2 separate regions of the Mus musculus genome follow, and region 1 is linked to region 2. Evidence: chromatin contacts called from public HiChIP or PLAC-seq data. All regions are on one chromosome and are shown on one strand. Each heading gives the region's core, a stretch centred on a gene start, on an enhancer-like site or on the middle of the called end of the contact. The rest is flanking DNA. Distances are from core to core; before and after follow the strand shown.

Evidence for each region. HiChIP or PLAC-seq counts read pairs in DNA pulled down with a chosen protein or histone mark.
Region 1: a contact with region 2 is called in an H3K4me3 HiChIP or PLAC-seq map of bone marrow-derived macrophages, with 4 times the contacts expected there. The contact joins the promoter of Usp49 here to the promoter of Hsp90ab1 in region 2. A contact is called at or near these places in 1 of 39 promoter capture datasets (erythroid cells) and 2 of 115 datasets of contacts at active chromatin or transcription factors (astrocytes and bone marrow-derived macrophages).

The regions. Positions count from the first base shown.
Region 1 is chr17:47,629,129-47,633,341 of GRCm38.p6, reverse strand. Usp49 (ubiquitin specific peptidase 49) reads right to left here and starts at 2,652. Exons shown (of 7, transcript NM_198421.2): 1 at 2,427-2,652. All of the region lies in intron 3 of Gm20517 (predicted gene 20517), which reads right to left.
Region 2 is chr17:45,571,001-45,575,657 of GRCm38.p6, reverse strand. It overlaps Hsp90ab1 (heat shock protein 90 alpha (cytosolic), class B member 1), which reads left to right and starts at 2,397. Exons shown (of 11, transcript NM_008302.3): 1 at 2,397-2,491; 2 at 3,747-3,893; 3 at 4,039-4,245; 4 at 4,481-4,640. The coding sequence starts at 3,747. It overlaps Gm35399 (a long non-coding RNA gene), which reads right to left and starts at 2,343. Exons shown (of 2, transcript XR_385595.1): 1 at 2,262-2,343; 2 at 868-2,161.

The DNA.
Region 1 (4,213 bases), core at 1,403-3,902, 2.1 Mb before region 2:
TAAATAAGTCTTTTAAAAAAAGACAGTACCTTAAACAGAGTATAACATAAATTGTTTAAGGCAATACCTTAAAACAGCCCAAACACAGCTACACAGGCATGTGCACATAACTCACATAAATAGCCATCTCATAGTAGAAATACTCCTCATTTTCAAAGTTAATATTTTCAGACTAATCTCAATTAGCAGCAAAAAATATAATTAAACATTTTTCTATAAGTCGGTAAAATCACTACCTACCTTGAATCTGCCTAGCAGAAGCCAGAAAGTAAACCATGAACTATAAGCTTGCCCTTAGCACAACTAACAATCCAGAGTTCAGATTCTAAGTTACACACACACACGTTTCTGATATTCAACCTTGCTAATGCCAGAAACCTAAGTTTTGCTACATATGCAAATATCCACCAAACAAGAGCAATCTAAAGATCACACAACCCTGGAAAAGGAGGCTAGGCTTTTCTTTTTAGAGATGACGCTAATCCCAGAGGTGAGTATTTGCGGCTCCTATGTTTGTTTGTTTGTTTGTTTGTTTCAGACATAGTCTCGTGTGACCCAGGTTGGCCTCAGACTCACTCATGTGGGCAAGGCTGACCTTTCTACCTTGGGAGTGCTAGGATAACAGGCATGCACCACCATGCAGTGCTTGGGAACCAAACCCAGGCCTTCATGAATGTTAGGCAAGCCCTCTACCACCTGAGCTCCACCCCCAGCCCCTAGACTAGGGGCTGTTGAGGTGGTCTTGCCTGCAGTGCTGAGGACCAACCTTGCACACCCTAGACAAAAGCTCCACCGCCAGCAACACTTGCAACCTCTTCAGGACATCAAGGGGAAACAGTAGCACTGTTTATCTGAATGTAGTTGTAGTTGTTCTCAAGGAAATAACCTTGAGAACAAGACTGGAGAGATGGCTCAGTTGGTAAGAGCCCTTGGCTGCTCTTCTCAGAAGACACACACTACATTCCTAGCACCCCCACACAGCTCACAAACGTCTGTCACTCTAGTTCCTGGGGAATCTGACTCCAGCTTCTGCAGTGCCCCTCTGCAGACACCAGGCATGCCTGTGGTATACAGACATACATGCAGGCAAAGCACCCATACACATAAAATTTAAAAACAATTCAAGAATAGTTTGTACCCCTGTCCCCCCAAAAGAAATTATACTTTACTTTTCACATTATTAAATATGAAGAAAATACTCATTAATTGTCTTAATTAAATATAATCACTTCAGAATGAAAAATCACTAAAGCACACTACCAATAAAGAATAAGTTTAAATTTGTCCCCAAATTCTCATCTTCCCTTTAATTTCCAAAATGGTCTTATAGTGCCAGAGAGATGGCTTATTGGGTAAAAGAGCTTGCTGCCAAGCCTGACTATCTGAGTTCAATCCTCGGTACATAAATGATGCGAAGAAAGAGCCAACTTCCACAAGTTGTCCTCTGACTTCCATAACTGCTCCACATACATACAAATAAATGTAATTATTTTCATTAAAAATGTGCCTTACAAATCAAAGGGTTCTAAAGAATATTAATATGCCCTTCCTATTCACAATCATACAATACAACAGGCAGAGGGACTGCAATCTTATCTTACAGAAGTTTTTTCATAAAAGGTACTCATAAAGCCATTATGCAATCTAAAAGATGAGTTCACAGCTCTAAAACTCTCCTCAGCTCTGCAGTCAACCTTTCTCCATCACTGTCTGAAGATCTGGGGAGAAATTACCCCATGAAAAATGTTCCACACAAAGCTGCAAGCAGCATACGAACTCAACGCCCTTAGAGCAGTGACTTCAGACTCCTGCTCAGTAAACTTCCCTGGTTAGTTATTTCTCTTTCTCTCTCTCTCTCTCTCTCTCTCTCTCTCTCTCTCTCTCTCTCTCTCTCTCCATATTCTTCAGTTGCTGAAAACAATTAGGCAGAAATCTGTCTGATTAATAAAAACCAAATGAACCATGTCTTTCTCTCCCCAACGGTGTACTCTTCAATGAGATGCCCTGGCCCTGGCCAGCGTCGTTAGCTCTAAAACAGCTCCTCCACCCACCCCAACTACCACATCCCACAGGCACATTGTAAATAAACACAATTCATTTACCCTTTAGCACAACATTAGTGAAACCAAGAGGTTTTCAGCACCCAAGGCTGCCAATTTTTCTATCCCACAAGAACAAAATCAAGTAAAAATGGGTCTCATCTTTTCAAAGTGGACATGAAAGTGGATTTTCAGGCGAAAGATGGAAACTGGATCCAAGACTCCTTGAAGAGAGAAAAAGGTTTCTGGAATTTCCTACTATTAGGGACAAAAGGACTCACAAATTCAATACACATTTCTCTTAACAAAGAACTCCTATGCTGCACCCCCATCTGGTCCCCCACTTCTCAGTCTTTTCCCCCTGTTTCTAGGTCCCCTTTCACTCACCATGGTTCCTTATCTTCTGCACCAAAGGCTCTCTACTTCAGATCCTTCACTACAGCGTTTGTGCCCTGCCCCTTCCAGACCTTCTGGGGCACTTCAGGGCAAAACATTCGTTTCCCACTCCTGTGCAGCCCACCCCAGTTCTATACCCACCAGGACTTCCCTAGCTTGCCTTAATCTCCTTTCTCTTTCCCCACTCCCCATTCCATCCTTTAATTCCCAGGGCCCATCTCCTCGGGTTGCCTTTCGGCCAATCTTTTGACTCCACTATCTTTACCTTGCTGAACCTCCTCGACAAGCAATTCTCCAGTTTCCCAGCTCACCATCATTCCTTCCACCCCGCTTCTAGCGTCCTTTCAGCGTTGTTTCTTTTTCTCCCAGAACTGTCCTATTAACGCCCAGCTCTCAGCTCGCTTCCCGTTAGCCCTTCCACTAACGTCCGATTCTTGATTCCACCTGGTTGTGATCCAGGTCTCCTGTCTCCCTCACTTTACAGAATTTACACCCCTCACCAGCTACTGACCCACACCTTGTCGATCCCACCCCAGCGGCTCCCAGCCCTTCAGCTCATCCCCAGCTCTGCACTAGTTCACACCCTTGTCACGTCTGGCTCTTAATCACTCTCCTCCACTCCCAACTACTACCCCGGCTCTGCTCCTTCCTTGTCTTCCACTTGCAACTCTTCTGGCCCTGGCCCAACACCTCCCACCTGCCAAGCCTTGCCTCTTCCAGACCCCTGCTCCTAGCCCTGACCCCGGATCCCTCTTCCCAGCCCCGGGCTTCCTAACCTCATCCCGGGGCCAGCCTGGGTTTCTTTCTCACTCCACTCTCCGGCTTCTAACCCTTTCTCTCCTAATCCTCTTCATCTCCTACTCAGCAAACCCTTCCGTCCCCGCCCCAGCCTGCCTTCCCCTCTCTCCCTTCAAACCTTTCACCTCACAACCCAGACGTCGCCCACCCCGCCAAAACGCAGCGTCCGCGCGCCGGGACTCGCGCCTTCGCTGTCGCCGCCCGCCGTCCCCGCCCCGGGCGCCCGGGGCCCGCCGGCGTCGCGGTCCCGCCCCCTGCCGCCGCTCCTCCCGCCCGCTAGGCGCACGCCGCCTTTGTCGCCCCTCACCGGGTGTGTGAGGGGATTTTTTTTTTTTTCCCTTTCCTTTAAAAGGGGAGGGCCGGCATGCCCGGGCCGCGTGTCCCCGCCTCCGAATATCTGCGCGAACTCCCAGCCACTGCGGCCCCTCACGCCCCCCGGGCCGCCCCCTCGGCCGCTCCGCCGGCCCTCCGCCCCCTTCCCAGCTCCCTCCCCTCTCTATTTACCGCCATCATCAGCACGCGCGAGCTGTCACCCGGGCGCAAGACGAGCAGGCGGACCACGCCCCTTATCGCCCATTGGCCCGCCTGTCAGAGCCCCGCCCCCAGGTCCCGCAATGCGCCAACGGCGCACCTTCCCGGCCGCGACCTGGGGCCCCGCGCCCTTTACGCAGGTTTGTGCCGTGGGCACCAAGTTTCGGGTCAGCGGCTGTGGCGGGCCGGTGTGAGAGGCTAAGACGCGGCGCGGCGCGGCGCGAGTCACCGGCAAAGTTTGGTTGAGGTACGGAAGAAGGTTTCTAGACAAAGAGGCTCTTAAAGGTACAGAGTCTACTGTCTGGCCCTCCTCCTTAAAGGGCCAGGCACTTTTCCGAGCGCCCCACCCCCACCCCTACGATCTGTAAAGGTAAAGGAATTTTGCATACCCTGCGGCTTACCTTCTGCACGTCTCGCTGCTCCAAAGAGGCCTTTCCCACTTCCGGGTA
Region 2 (4,657 bases), core at 1,148-3,647:
ATAGAGTCTGTTAGTATAACCCTTAGCTGGTCTGGTACCATGTACTTGGAATTACAAGCATCCTCTTGTCTCAACCACCCTAATACTGACACAGACATGTGCTGCCACAGCAAGGTAAAAGGTATCTCTAGGTTGATATAAAATGATTTTTCCACTTTATGCAACAGGATTTCACTCCTAGCCCACGCTGGCCTGTAATACGCGCTCCTCTCCTCTCCTCCGAGCTGGGATCGAAGCTGTGCCCCCCACCCCCATGCCTGGTGCCCGTTCCCCAACTGAGAACGTCCCAGGAAGCTGCTGTGGAGCCTTGGTCCTGTCATTGCTGGGGGACAGCCAAAGGGAAACTGCAGAGGAGAGGTTCCTGGCCTGCTTCAGACTAGGGTTCCAGCAAGAGAGAGTACACTCCTGTCCCCATTCTACTTTCAGAACAGGAATGGCCCTGGGTTTAGTGACCCCATTATTCACAGAGACCTTCATTTTCCTGTCCATGAAATATACAGAGTAGCTTTCAACCATTCAGAGGCCAAGGAGAGGTAGTCAGTGCTGTTTGTGAACTAGGGAATCCAGGATTGGTGGGTCTTAGGGAAACACTACCCTGGAGCTAAATGTCCAGCCCAGGGATCAGCTAGGCTCCTTTTGCTGAGAGGGTTTGAGTGTTGAAGTTTCTGGTTTCAGATTAGGAATCAATGCAACACCCTAGGGCCTTCTGAGCAATCCTACCCAGTGTCTCCTCATATATTGATTTCTTTATGGGCTTCACACACACACACACACACACACACACACACACACACACACACACACAGAATTAAGGAGAGGCTAACAGACAGTGCAGGATGGGATGATAACAGACGAAGTAGACAGAGGCAAGGAGAAAGCAACTACTGTTTAACAATGAATGCACATTAGACAGACTGCAGGCAAGCACCGGGAACAAAGGTGTGGGCGGTGGTGTGGGGACACAAGCCAGCATGAGCTAAGATAGCAGAGCACTGAGTGCCCATCCTCTACTGGAGGGCTCATCAGTCCAACAAGCTTCCAGATGCAGCCTTGGAAAAAGGCAAGGCTAGATTGCCAGCTGAAGGACATGGCAGGCCACCTTTAGAACAGAGGCACTGGCACAACTTGGTTTTCTGGCTCCTGGAACTGGGCCAACCTGTGACCAGCACCTTCATGCGGATGCCTAGAACTCCAGCTTCTCTGAAAAGACTGGGACCTGCTCCTCTCTAGGTCCAAAGAGCTGCATGCAGTAGGGAAGAGGCTAGAGAAGCGAAACCAGCTTGAGAAACAGCTTGTGCTCACATAGGGAGGGCGCACGTACCCGCGCGCTGTGTACGTGGGAGACCGGGGAGGCTGAGGGGTGGGGAGTGTTCTACCCAGTAGCGCAAGCTGCTAGCTCGGTTCTCTGTTCACTAGAAGGTGTCCGCAGTCACTCACCCCCACAGCCCCCGTGCCCTGTGACCGATCCAGGTCAGCTATCCCTCCCTCTGCGCTCCACTCCCCCACTGTTATGTGGGCCTCTTAGGGCCACGCGTGGAGGGTCGTTCAACCCTGGCCCACGGTAGGCAGACTTGGGGAAAATTTCTTCCCAGGGTAAGATCAAGGTAGGGGAAAAAAAAAAAAAAAAAAAGCCACCCAGCCAAGCGGCGACGAAGACACTGCCCCCGCCGCAGCAGGGGAGGTGGAGCCTAGGGGGGAGGGGTGGAGACCGCCGAGACAGGCCTAGAAACTGCTGGAAGAAATCGCAGCACCACCGCTGCTGATCCTTCCGCCGCAGGCCGCCAAAGAGTCCCTACCAGCCCAGGCCCGTGCCCCTCCCCTCGGGGAAAGCGGCTCCCAGCCTGAAGCTGTGCTGTACCCGGGAGGGTGGGGATGGGGGAATCGGGGGCCTCCTTAAAGTTGGACAAGGAATTTATCATCCTTTTCTCTTGATGTGCGATTTGTAGGGAACATTCTAGTAAGATCGGGTCTGGAAATGGCAGCCGAGTTGGCCACCTCCATTCTCTTTCAGTCCCCTGAGTTCTGGACTCTTGGGGGGTGGGGGGGTGGAAGCGCCTACCTTGAGTTTTCTGAGGCAGTCCGTAGGGTATTCGCCCGCAGATACATCCCTAATTGCATATGCATGCTCCCTGCTCATCTTGAGGGGGGACATGTCCTACTCCTGCAGAAATGGGGGATGTGCAAAACGATATTGAATTGGCCTTGACTCAGGAACCAGGCCCGGGGTCCCGCTCCTCCCCGCCCCCTCCACGATCTGCTACCATGACGTCAAGGTGGGCGGGCGGCGGCAGGTGCGTGGCCCGCAGCCACTCCTTTAAGGCGGAGGGATCCAAGGGCGGGGCCCGGGCTGTGCTTCGCCTTATATAGGGCGGTCGGGGGCGTTCGGGAGCTCTCTTGAGTCACCCCCGCGCAGCCTAGGCTTGCCGTGCGAGTCGGACTTGGTCCGGGCCCACCACCCTGCTCTGTACTACTACTCGGCTTTCCCGTCAAGGTAAGGCCGGGGTCTCTCGTCCCCGGCGGCTCTCCGGGGGCTTCTTCCCGGGGTCCCAGCCTCCATCTCATCTGTCCCAAAGCCTCCTTCCCCGGCGGGGCAGCCTGTGGAGATAACGTGTCTAGAGGTTAGAGGTTCGGGCTGTACCCCGGCGGGCTTGCACGCGAGGCTCCCCGGGGCGGGTGGATTCCCCGGAGCGTGGGGTGGGGGTGCGGCCCGGCCAGGTGGTGGGCGGCCGCACGTGGTAGTCGCCGACCCGGGACGCTGCCATGTTTGCCCTCCACTTCCGGGCGCGGCTGCAGGGTCCGCGCGGTGGCGGGCTGCTCTGCGTGACTCAGCAAGGCCTGGGGAGGTTGGCCTGGCTGCCTCCCCCGGACGCCGCCGGTACCAACGTGCTTGATTTTGGGGAGGGGTGCACAGCAGGGACGCCGGAACCCACCGCGCTTTCCCTTTCCAGATCTTTCTGCCCTCCCAGTGGAGGGCGGGGGAGGAGAGACAGAGCAGGCACGAGAAGATTCCTAGGTCCCTCCCTTTCTCCTCCCCTCCCCGGAGCTCAGATTGTTCTGGAAGCCTGGGCGCCCCGCCCCAGTGCCCGGATGCTGGGGCGGTGGGAGGGTTTCAATGGCGCCCCCTCCCCGTGTGGCTCCTGCCGACGCATGTCCGGCAGTGACGAGGGTCGTTGGACGGCTGGGCCACCATTTTACTTGGGTTCCGGCCTATGCAAGTCTGCACAGTGAGTGGTCACGGTGGAGCTCTTGATTTCTTTGTCCTGATTTAATTGCCCCGTGAGCGCCTCCCAGACTACAGCTTCAAGGTTCTCTTGCCCTGCTGGGTGGAATAAAATAAAAATTAAAAAAGACTGCTTTTTCTGTTAAAGTTGTTCCTCACCCCAATGAGGAGATTGTAGTTAAGGGGTGTGAGTACCAGGGGTTGCTTGAGGTTCTTTTTTATGTATTGTTAACTTAGTCTGGATTTTTACCATATTGCCAGGTGTTCTGTTCAGAGTCAGTGAGCTATGCACTGAACATGCCAATGTTCAAGAGTTTGACTTTTGGGCATCTGTTCTGGAAAACCCATCTTTTAGGTTTTTTTCTGTCATTTTTGTCTTGGCCATTGTAGCTTAAATGTCCTTTTTTAAAGAAAATGGCTGCTCTTGTCTCTTTGGGTTGGATACTTTCCCAGACTAAAGAAGTTTGAGCTGGATATTAAAATGTGTGTCTATAATGGTCCTTAGTAGTAATTCTTTCATTCTTAGATGCCTGAGGAAGTGCACCATGGAGAGGAGGAGGTGGAGACCTTTGCCTTTCAGGCAGAAATTGCCCAGCTCATGTCCCTCATCATCAACACTTTCTATTCAAACAAGGAGATTTTCCTCCGCGAGTTGATCTCTAATGCTTCAGATGTGAGTATTCTGTTGTTGAATTTCTAAGGCTTCACGGAAGTGTGTGTGTGTGTGGGAGTGATTGAGAAGAACAGTTCAGTTGATGTTGAAGGGGGAGGGACTGTTTGGAAAAATAAAATAATCTGGCTTTTTGCGTTTACTACAGGCCCTGGACAAGATTCGATATGAGAGCCTGACGGACCCTTCTAAGTTGGACAGTGGGAAAGAGCTGAAAATTGACATCATCCCCAACCCTCAGGAGCGCACGCTGACTTTGGTGGACACAGGCATTGGCATGACCAAGGCTGACCTCATTAATAACCTGGGAACCATTGCTAAGTCTGGCACGAAGGCGTTCATGGAGGCTCTCCAGGTGTGTGGCCTTTCATCCACACCGTCCTCTAATTTGTTACTGCTTAAGTTAAAATTTGTCTGTCTAGGGTATTACATATTAGGACACTTATTAGAAAAAAAGTACAAGTGGTTGGTCAGGACAGCTTTGACCCCTAGATCTCTGGACATTGAACTGATTGTTACCTTGCGCAGCAGATGGTTATACTTGGCCAAGAACCATGTTGCTGATCCTCTTTACTTCAAACCCTTTGCAGGCTGGTGCAGACATCTCCATGATCGGGCAGTTTGGTGTCGGATTCTACTCGGCCTATCTAGTTGCAGAGAAAGTGGTTGTGATCACGAAGCACAATGATGATGAGCAGTATGCCTGGGAGTCGTCTGCGGGTGGCTCCTTCACCGTCCGGGCAGACCATGGTGAGGCAGCAGGCTAC